Linked DNA regions of Mus musculus: region 1 is linked to region 2. A link is a contact called in public HiChIP or PLAC-seq data. All regions are on one chromosome and are shown on one strand. The core of a region is the stretch at or near the end of the contact, and the rest is flanking DNA. Distances in the headings are between cores, read along the strand shown. Region 1 overlaps Celf2 (CUGBP, Elav-like family member 2). Region 2 overlaps Gm13391 (a long non-coding RNA gene).

The links. HiChIP or PLAC-seq counts read pairs in DNA pulled down with a chosen protein or histone mark.
Region 1: a contact with region 2 is called in an H3K4me3 HiChIP or PLAC-seq map of bone marrow-derived macrophages, with 2.5 times the contacts expected there. The contact joins two enhancer-like sites. A contact is called at or near these places in 3 of 484 Hi-C or Micro-C datasets (CD4 T cells, bone marrow-derived macrophages and peritoneal macrophages), 3 of 115 datasets of contacts at active chromatin or transcription factors (bone marrow-derived macrophages, memory CD8 T cells and pancreatic cancer cells) and 1 of 9 other capture datasets (macrophages).

The regions. Positions count from the first base shown.
Region 1 is chr2:6,723,948-6,729,143 of GRCm38.p6, reverse strand. All of the region lies in intron 1 of Celf2 (CUGBP, Elav-like family member 2), which reads left to right. Among named protein-coding and RNA genes, the nearest start is that of Celf2, 160 kb to the left of the region's middle. Within about 2 kb of position 2,818, at least 17 of the 459 cell types and tissues checked have an H3K27ac peak or open chromatin away from gene starts, as enhancers often do. A contact at or near this core is called in bone marrow-derived macrophages, where this site is marked.
Region 2 is chr2:6,467,014-6,471,821 of GRCm38.p6, reverse strand. The region is part of intron 1 of Gm13391 (a long non-coding RNA gene); the gene reads right to left. Among named protein-coding and RNA genes, the nearest start is that of Gm13391, 3.3 kb to the right of the region's middle. Within about 2 kb of position 2,456, at least 10 of the 459 cell types and tissues checked have an H3K27ac peak or open chromatin away from gene starts, as enhancers often do. A contact at or near this core is called in bone marrow-derived macrophages, where this site is marked.

The DNA.
Region 1 (5,196 bases), core at 1,569-4,068, 260 kb before region 2:
CACCAAGGCCAGCTATACTGTGCTGCCCAGGTGAGGTGTGGGGCCAGCATTCTAGAGTGCTGCAGCAGTAAGGGTCAGGACTAGCTCTGCATAGCCCTTGGACAGCAACATTGTCCTAGGTGGCAGCCCAGTGCAGGGATGTCCCCATGGCCTTTGGTGGTAATATGAGCCATGGATATTGGCACAGACCCCAGCTGCTGCATGGCCATACACTGAGACACGGCCTTTAGTGGCAGCACAGGCCAGGACTTCTCGATGAGCTCAGGTGGCAGGACAGGCTTCTCAGCTCAGGCTATTTCTCTCCACTCTTCTGTGTCCAGCTCCACCTCTCGTCACAGTGCTCAAACCCATCAACTCTCTCTCTCCCAGCTCTCCACCACTCTGAGTGGCTCCTGCTCTGGGTGGGCCATGCAGCAGGCGGGCCTCTGGGTGCCTTCCATCTATCCTATATACTCTTACGACATTTCTTTCCCCCTCATTTTTTTTATTAGATATTTTCTTCATTTACATTTCAAATGCTATCACCTTTCCTAGTTTCCCCTCAGAAAATCCCTTATACCCTCCCCCTCCCCCTGCTTCCCAACCCACCCACTCCCACTTCCTGGACATGGCATTCTGCTATACTGGGGCATATAAAGTTTGCAATACCAAGGGGCCTCTCTTCCCAGTGATGGCTGACTAGGCCATCCTCTGCTACATATGCAGCTAGAGTCACGAGGTCTGGTGGTACTGGTTAGTTCATATTGCTGTTCCTCCTAGAGTTGCTGACCCCGTCAGCTCCTTGGGTGCTTTCTCTAGTTCCTTTATTGGGATCCTTCCCTCATTTTTTGTAAAAATCTTATGGACAAGCAATATTACATGTACGTGTACATAAAGTAACCTTGAATTTTCCTTCAGAATAACACAAGCTAATTTACTTAAAATTTGATGATCGAAAAGGAATTTTTATCTCCTTCAGATATTTTGAGTATTATTTATTCCAGCTAATCTTCCATGAAGTTTTTGGTTGCTGATATGGTGCCATTTCACCCCAGAGAATGTAGGCCCTTATTTTATAATTGACATGCCTGTAATTCAAAAGGTTCTGCTCTACATGGTCAGAGATAACAGTGTCTTCCAAGTAAATACAGGAGCATCATTATAGTTACATCTTATGTAACAACCTAGCTACAGTTAGGACACATGTGGGTAGCTGTGGCTTCTAAAGACTCTATATGGTGTTTTTGCCTGGCTCCTGGTTACCATGTTGCCATTCTGTGGAGAAGATAATGTTCTTTTTAAATGACCAACATTGCCCACATGGACACGTACTGCTGAATTTCATGCCCATCCTGTAGCCTTCTAGAAGCACCAGACACATTGCCAGTCCTCTCTTCCTCTGTTGCCTTATGCAGCTCTGTCCTGGATAGCTTTCCATGACAACCAAACAGTCTCGTCTTTTGTGCGCTCTCTCTTAAGTACACGTGGTATTAGACAATTATTCCTAAACCCGTGTAAAGAGTGGCTTTGTCAGCTGACCGAAATGGTGAGGTGCAGCTCATTTTGTTAGGAAGAATGTTGGGACATATTGAGAGAGATGGCTCTTTGGTAGCACCCTTGGCAGTTGGCCACTAACAGTTCCATCTAAGCCTGTGTTGCTCCCCACAGCATACATGACACCTTGTTAACACTCTGGCCTGTATGTATATGCCTTGAGCTTTGGGGATTAAATTAGACACAGGATGTGGAATTATACCAAAGTTTCAAGCAGCTGGTTATACTATCTAAATTATCTTTTCAGTAAGTCATTCTCTGCATCCAACACACTGGAGATAGCATATTTTTATAAACATTAATGCAAGTATTTATATGAATACAAGTATTTATATTTTTATAGCCTTTTGTAGAAATTATAACCATATATTATAATTGATGTTTAAATAACATTAAATTACTATTGTTCTCTTTGGTTTACAGTGGGATGAATGAGGTACAGAGGAGTGTTTGATTTTCCTTGAGGGCACACAGTTAAATTGATGCTGAGCCAAGGCCAGCTCCTTTGGCCCATTATCTGCTTATGGTTAGGCAACTCGGCTTTAATAGTATTTTCAAAACGGCTCCCTCAGAATAATATGTTTAAGTGAGTCTCAGCTCTAACTAGTGTTTTAAAAGGAGGAAAGAAGGTATATTTCTTTCTAGAGCTACCTAAAGAAAATTAATAAAAATGTGTTTATATCGTTGCCTTAACCATAGTTGAGTACTCAGTAGCAATATGTAGCTACTGCCTGGCATACTGCAGTGCTAGTGATAGGGGTATAGAGATGGGGATCATTTCTATCAGCACGGTTGAACCAGTGCACTCATCCCAAAAATAAAAACAGTAAGGTAAGAACCAAACAAATAAAAGGGTAAGAACAATATTATTATTTATTAACACCAAGAAGATCAGCTATCTTCAGACAACAGTATTCAGAGGCAGGAATTTTTTTTTTTCATAGCAGTTTTGGCTTTGTAAGTTTGTTGCTTTTTTTGAGATAAAGGAAATTAAATATAGAAAACAAATACAGGACAAAATACAAAATCAAAAATCTGTTTCTTTGCTTCCAGTCTTGAAAAGGAAACTTGAAAATTTTTAGACCTTATAAAATGTTTTCCTGAAGTTAATAATAATAATCCATTGAGCCACTTCTATTGAATGGTACTCTGCTTTCTCAGAGGACGCAAGGATGGGTGTGCATGGTCTCTGTTGATCTGATTTCTTTTTGCTAGGAAATGGAGTAGGGAAGTAGGTCAGTGCAGTGCTGGAAGCTGCGAGTGAGCCCTCAAGTGGCCCTTCCAGTAGCGGCACTTTCCATCCTGACTCTGAGGCTCATGCCAGCAGTGTCTCTGACCGTGTGCTCGCTGACTTATGCTCCCATTCCACTTGGCACCTGTCCTAGAGGGCCAAGGGCAAAACACAATTGGTATTCAGGGTCTTGTTGAAGTTTTCAGGCAAGGTGCCCACAGACGTATATGTCTGTGTCCAAGGTTTGCAAGTGGCCACAGAGTCTCATGAAACACCACTACCTCAGGATTTCGCCAAAGAAGTCGAGGTCATAGAACAAGAAGGGCAGACAGTTGGCTTTTAAATCTTACTGTATCCATATTTTATAGTGTGATTCCTTACAGAGATTGCATTGGGGAAAGGCACCTTACTTCTGTGGACCTCATTTGCTTCATTTCTAAAATGAAGATGGTTCCAAAGAGCTATTATGATATTGTGTGTCAGATACTTGGCAAAGGTTTCTGGCAAAGGGTAGGCCCTCTATTAATATTATTTAGATTTGAATCTAAAGTTGTACTATACTGTGTTCCTTGGAAAGTACGGAATAAGAAAAGCAAGCTAGTCCTAGCATTCCAAGTCATGCAGACTCTTTTCTGACAAAGCTCTTAGGAGAAGGTTTGGCTGAGATGGGGGTATGTGTATCTATAATTCTCTATGAAAGTTCCTTGGATACCTATGGTCCCTGGCAAGAACCCCCAAAAGCTTAACTTAAAACATGATTAACACATGATCTTTGGCTAACTCGGAAGTCTCTGTCCCTACAGCCACATGAGAACTGAAGTCACCAGATTTCCAAAAGAAATATTCTTCAGCCAAGAGAAAAGATTCAGTCCAAAGGAGAAGTTAAAGTGTATTAAAACAAAGTTAGCAAAATTATTATACACCAAGATGCAGTAATAATAAGAGGGTCACTGTCATATGAATAGCCAAAATAAATGTTTTCGATTGGGAGTGTTTGGTGGTGGTTTTAGTGTATACTATATGACTACATTTTCCTACAGACAGAATTATTGTACACTTTCCAAATGATCATTTGCAAGATGGCAGACAAAAAGGGATATAAAAAAGGATACGTGGCAGCTACTCATCCGAGTGACTTTCTAGAAGTAGAGAAGAAAGGCTCTGGACAGATGGTGATCTTCTTATGTGGTAATTGAGAAGATGTGGGTTTCAAAGCAGCCTTAAAGGCTCATAAACTGGGTGGTTTGCAGCTTGTTTCCCAGAGATAGAGGAGTGGTGTGTGTACATTTTTCCAGCATTCCTGTTTTTATTTGGGAGTGTGATTCAAGAAACCCAGTAAGACTTGCTTTGGAATTTGTCTTTGATTTGTTTTGAGCTGTCTTTACTCCATTCAAGCCATACTGTACCGAATGTTTAGCCACATGGTGGATTAGAAATACTTTGCAGTTTGGGACCCAGGGGCATAGATTTGGATTCTAACTATAGTTCATAATCTGGTATCCTTAGGAAGGGAACTTATTTCTCAGATGTTGCCATTTGAAAAACTACTTTCTCATAGGGTTGTCTTAATGATTAAAAATGTAGCCGGGCAGTGATGGCGCATGCCTTTAATCCCAGCACTTGGGAGGCAGAGGCAGGCGGATTTCTGAGTTCGAGGCCAGCCTGGTCTACAAAGTGAGTTCCAGGACAGCCAGGGCTACACAGAGAAACCCTGTCTCGAAAAACCAAGAAAAGAAAAAAAAATGTAAATCACTGCCAGATGTGGTTGTTCACCATGGAATCCTAGCTCTTGTTAAGCAGAAGCAAGCAGATCTCTGTGAGTTCAACGTCAGGCTGTTCTATATAGCCAGTTCAGGCCAGACAGCCAAGTCTACAAAGTAAGACTGAAAACACACACACACACACACACACACACACACACACACACACAAACAAAAAGAACCAAGGCCAATTTTTAAAAAAGTAATGTACATAGTGTAGTATTGGTATATATAAGATACTATTATTACTAAAGATATGAGTCATGTTTGGATTTACACCAAAAGAATTTTTAAGTAAAAAATAGAATTATGGTGATTACTTGTGGTGAGTATGTAAAGGAAGTGCATTCACAGTGAGAATAGCAAGACATTTATAGAACATTCTAGGCTATGTGCCTCTATGAGGTGTTATCTGTTGTTGCCATTTTATAGATGAAGGATCTGAAGCTCAAAGTAGCACAGTAGAAAGCTATGATGTCCGAGTACAGAGCCCATGTGTTTGCCCTTTGAATGGTAAGGGGTCCAAGGTGTTAGGTTGGACAACCAACTGGGAGACATGAAGTAAGCACTTTCTACTATAGAAAGGCCAAAGGAGCTCTGGGCAGCTTCCTTCCTTCTTTGATTCCGTTAGTTTCTGTTATTTGGGAAAACATAAAAGGAATGTTCATTTGT
Region 2 (4,808 bases), core at 1,207-3,706:
AAGCTATTAAATAGGGAGGTAACAGTGGCCCCGTCATCACTGAGAGTTATGAAAGAACGTTACAGCCGGGCATGGTGGCGCACGCCTTTAATCCCAGCACTTGAGCTCAAACCCCTCAGACAGAGCACTTGGCTATAGCAGCCCAAGCAGACTTAGACAGAAGAGAGGAGGCTGCCGGCTTTCCCCCACTCTCACTGGGACTTGAAGGACTGGGACTTGGCAATCTATTCATGAGGCATAGATAGGGGAGCCGGCAGAGCAGGGGCCCTGGGGAGGCCCATTCTGCACACTGGAAAAGAGATCCCAGGGGAGCCTGGAGAAGTGATCGCACCTTCTCCCAGCTCTGAGAGAGGATTTGTAATTGGCTGCCAGAATGTTCCTGCTGCCTGAGATGGGTCCAGCCAGCACCTTCCCAACTGCTGCAGAATCACACACCCTGGCCTGGTGCAAAATGCTACTGCCACAGAATGGTCACACCTCCCTCTCCCCTATGAGCCTGGGGATGGTGGCAGGGCAGGAAGCAGGCAGGCGTCTGCTTCCTGGCTTTGGGGGGTCATGCATTCCATTAAGCAAGGATGTCTAATAAGCCAAACACACTTCTGTATTTGTTTTTAAGTTAACTGTGTTTATGACTATGCTAGTGAGAGAGCACAGAACGCACATGCCCAATAGTAATATTTAGTGTGGGAGACAGAAATAAATGTGGGCAAAGGTCAAATCCGGGCTTCTGATTCCAGGCAGCTCCCTGATCTCCCAGATGCACATGTTCTCTTCTTCGGAGAGTTCTACTTTCCACGACATACTGATCCTACAACAAACTCAGAGTTAATTGAGCTGCTTAGCATGCTCACGGGTGTCCTTGCGCATTGCAAAAGACCACCTTCTCACCTTCTTCCTAAGGGACTGGGTCGGAGCAAACCTGGGGAATTAGAGAGGTGGTGAGAAAGGTCCCTAAATTTTGGCCTTTAGAAGCCTCTCCTGACAGAGAACAGAGTTGTCTGAATACGTGCCCCCAGGGGGGCTGTGAAGATTGAGCCAATGGAGATCATTTCAAAGAGTAATTAGCACAAAATGGAAGCCGGATAAATGACAGGCAGTCTGTTGTTATAGCTACCAATGATCTGGACTAGTGGGACCCTTCGTTTCAGTGCCCAACCTAAAGAAAGGATAGCATTCCAATGAATGCTCTTATGACGTCTGGGCTGGTGGCAGGATTCTGAGATACAGAAAATGCCTCGTTTCTGGACAGTAAAGATTACAGGGAATTACATCCCAGGCTAGAGGGGGCACAAACGCTGAACTGTACCTCACTACTTCTTCCCTTCCTCTCTTAATCAATGAAACCCTTTACTAAGGACAGCTGGGTGTATGACCTGCAGATTAGAAAGTATACTTCCCAGAACCCACTGCAGTTACGTGTGACTAGCTAGATTCTGACCCACAAAGTGGTTTGTGTAAGTTACAGACCATTTGCAGGAAGAAACGTCTTATGTAGACTGGAAGTTAGCTGTGATGGAATGACTCTAACCCAATCCTGCAGGCAAAGAAGTCACTCTTGTGGCTAGAAGACAGTGTGGGCATGGACCTCGGGTCCCCAGGGATCCTGTGGAGACAAAACTTTAATATCCAAGGCTCCCTTGCCCTATCCCACTAGTGCCTTCCTTGTCACTGAGAAGCAGACTAGAAAGAAAGAGGTGGACCAGTTTGCCTCTGGGGTCGAGGATTCCAGACCAAGAGGAGCCTGGATGTGGGCTGGATGGACAAGATCGCACAGGATCTGGACAGAACCAGCTGTGTGGAGGGGTGGGTGGGTCATGTGTAACTGGACCAGACACTGCGTCAGCACAGAAGATGTCCTCCTCTTCTAAGTAAGTTTCCTTCTTAACTAACTTACTTTCTTTCTTTCTTTCTTTCTTTCTTTCTTTCTTCCTTCCTTCCTTCCTTCCTTCCTTCCTTTCGTTGTTGTTGTTGTTGTTGTTGTTGCTGTTGTTGTTGTTGTTGTTTGAGACAGGGTTTCTCTGTATAGCTCTGGCTGTCCTGGAACTCACTTTGTAGACCAGGCTGGCCTCAAACTCAGAAATCCACCTGCCTCTGCCTCCCAAGTTCTGGGATTAAAGGCATGTGCCACCACGCCCGGCTCTTGACTACCTTTCATCTGAGCTCATTCTAAGCCCTGGCTATGCATGCACTGCCTGACCAGCACTGGTCTGAGGGCTATCAGCAGAGGGGATGCTGTAGCTACCCGAATGCACTGTTTGTTTTCAGTGGACATTGCTTGCCCTACCCTTCCTTTCTTCCTTCCTGTGGACAGCAACGTGAAAGAGCGACTCAGTTTCTAGCTCAACAGTGGACTCAGCGTAAAGGTCAGCAGAGTGACAAGACAGAAGACGCTGTGTTCCTGTCCACATGTAGATTGAAGTCATTCTAATGAGGCGCACTTGAGCCTGTATGTGAATCCTGCCACTAGGTGGCGCATTGCAGACTAGCATTTGCCAGAAGCAAGCACTGAACTGCCGTCTAGGGACCTACTGTCTTCTATCTCCCTCCCTAACTCTGTAAAACCTGGCTGAGACCTTGACTCATTCACGCCGCTGTTGTCTACTTTCAGATGACAACAGTGGCTGTTGTCCTCACAGGTGTGTGTGAGCCTCAGGTAAAGCGAGGCTGTAAAATTCAGAGGCCGCTTAGAGATGTGGTGGTATCTGGGGGTTGCAATCCCTGCACTCAAGGGACTGAGGCTCGAGGGTACTGAGTTTGAGACTAACCTGTCTCCAGGAAAAGAGAGGAGGTGGAGCAAACTCTAAAGTTGCTATGACAGCAAATTAGCTTAGCAATCACTGGGTAGAGTTCTGAGAATTCTTTGCCCTAGAGTGGCATGTTCTAAATTTCCAGCCAATGGGAAAACAACAACAACCCAAAACAAGACAATAAGGAAAATCTCCTCGGGCAATGTGAACCAGCCGGCTTGTCTCCCGGAATCAATCAGTCATTCCCATGTTGGGGGAAAGCCTGCTGAGGCATGCGGTGGGTGGGCTGCTCAGGGTGGTTAAGTCCCCTTCCCTTTTGGGCTCCAAACACCACGATCAGAGGACTGCTGAGCCCGCAAGTGTGCTGATTTCTCCACATGAAGCTATTGCTGCCCAGGAAGCCATAGGGTCACCTGGAGGTGGCACTAGGCAGAGAGACACAGGAGAGCCACTGTTGCTGCCTTGGGTTCAGCCTCCCTCACATGCCCTGCTGGGTTCCAGGAAGACTCTGGGTCCTCAGTGAGCCTTAATCTCCTCCACTGGGAAATAAGGCCCCTGTACAACAACAGCCCAGCACCCGAGGAGTGATGAACACTGACATCACACTCACAGGACAGAAAACAGCTCAGTATACACTGTGCCTTCCACATACACTTGTTCGTGGGCATCATACATGCATATGCACGCACGCACGCACGCACACACACACATATACCAATAAAAATATTTTTCAAGTTATTAAGAAGTATGGCGTGGTGTGGTGTGTCTACACGTCCCCATGGGTGTGTGCATGGTTTGCACGCAGACATGTGCTCACCTGTGGTATGTGGAGGACAGAGGCAATGTCACTTGTCTCCCTCCGCTGCTTTCTATTTTATGCTCTCTCCAAACCTGGAGCTCAGCAATGCAGGTAGTCAGCTGGCCAATAAGCTCTATAAACTAGCCCCCCATCCCACCCTACCCCCACCCCACATCTATAATAACAAACATCTACCGCCATGCCTGACTTTGACACAGTGATGGAATCTGAACTGAGCACGTTACCAACTGAGCCATGTCCCCAGTCCCTAAAAAATACACCTTTTGAAAAGTGGAAGAGTTGAAGCACATTTAAATGCCTGATAATCCCTGACTTAGCTCATTTTCAACACATAGCCAGTCTTGTTTGACTATATCATCTGCTTCTTCTCACCCATAATTATTCCAATACTTATCTCATTTCGTCTGTGTCTTAATCTGTAACTCTAAATGATAGACCCTTTAAAAAACAGAACTGTGCTTTGATCAGACCTCAAAATAATTTAATTAATGACAAGAAGACCGAGGCCTATATTCTGTGTATATTTAATAGTTATAAACAGGGTGGGTGGGTAGCTCGTTAGCAAACTACTTGTCAGCGTGGGGCCTGAGTTTGAACCCAGCACCATCCTAAAACTATAGACATAATGTCATATGCTCATAACCCCAGTGCTGGAGTCAGAAACAAGAAGATGGCTGGTGGACCTAGCTTACTCTGTGAAGCCCAGGTCCCAGTGAGGGACAAAGTGGAACAAAGAGTCAGAGAACAAAGTGAAAGGCAGGAATTATGTGGCACACACCTTTAATCCTGCTTGAGAGGCAGAGGCAGGCAGGTCTCTGTGAGTTCCAGGCCAAACAGGGCCACCTAGGAAGACACAGTCTAGAAGAACCAGGTGAAGGAATCCTCAATAATGATGCCCTGGGTTGACCTCTGGCAAAGTCTCTCTGCCCCCGGCTACTCACCTGCACCTCCAACATGAATGTACACAATTAACAACGGAAGCAGTGAGTTCCTCACGAGAATGTGGTCATTCTTCCACTCACACACTGAAGCCGACTTCCAATGGGCAATTCTTAGTTTCTTGGAGTTCCACAGTGGCCCGAGGCATTCTGGGACAAGCTTGTCTCTGTTTTCCCTGGCTCACCTTTTTCTCACCACAAGGAGCCTTGCACTTACATATGTAGGTCCAAGCTGAGCACACCTATGGCTCCCTTAGCCACCAAGGAAGGGGCTGTGAATTTGGGCTTGGAAGCACCTGGCAG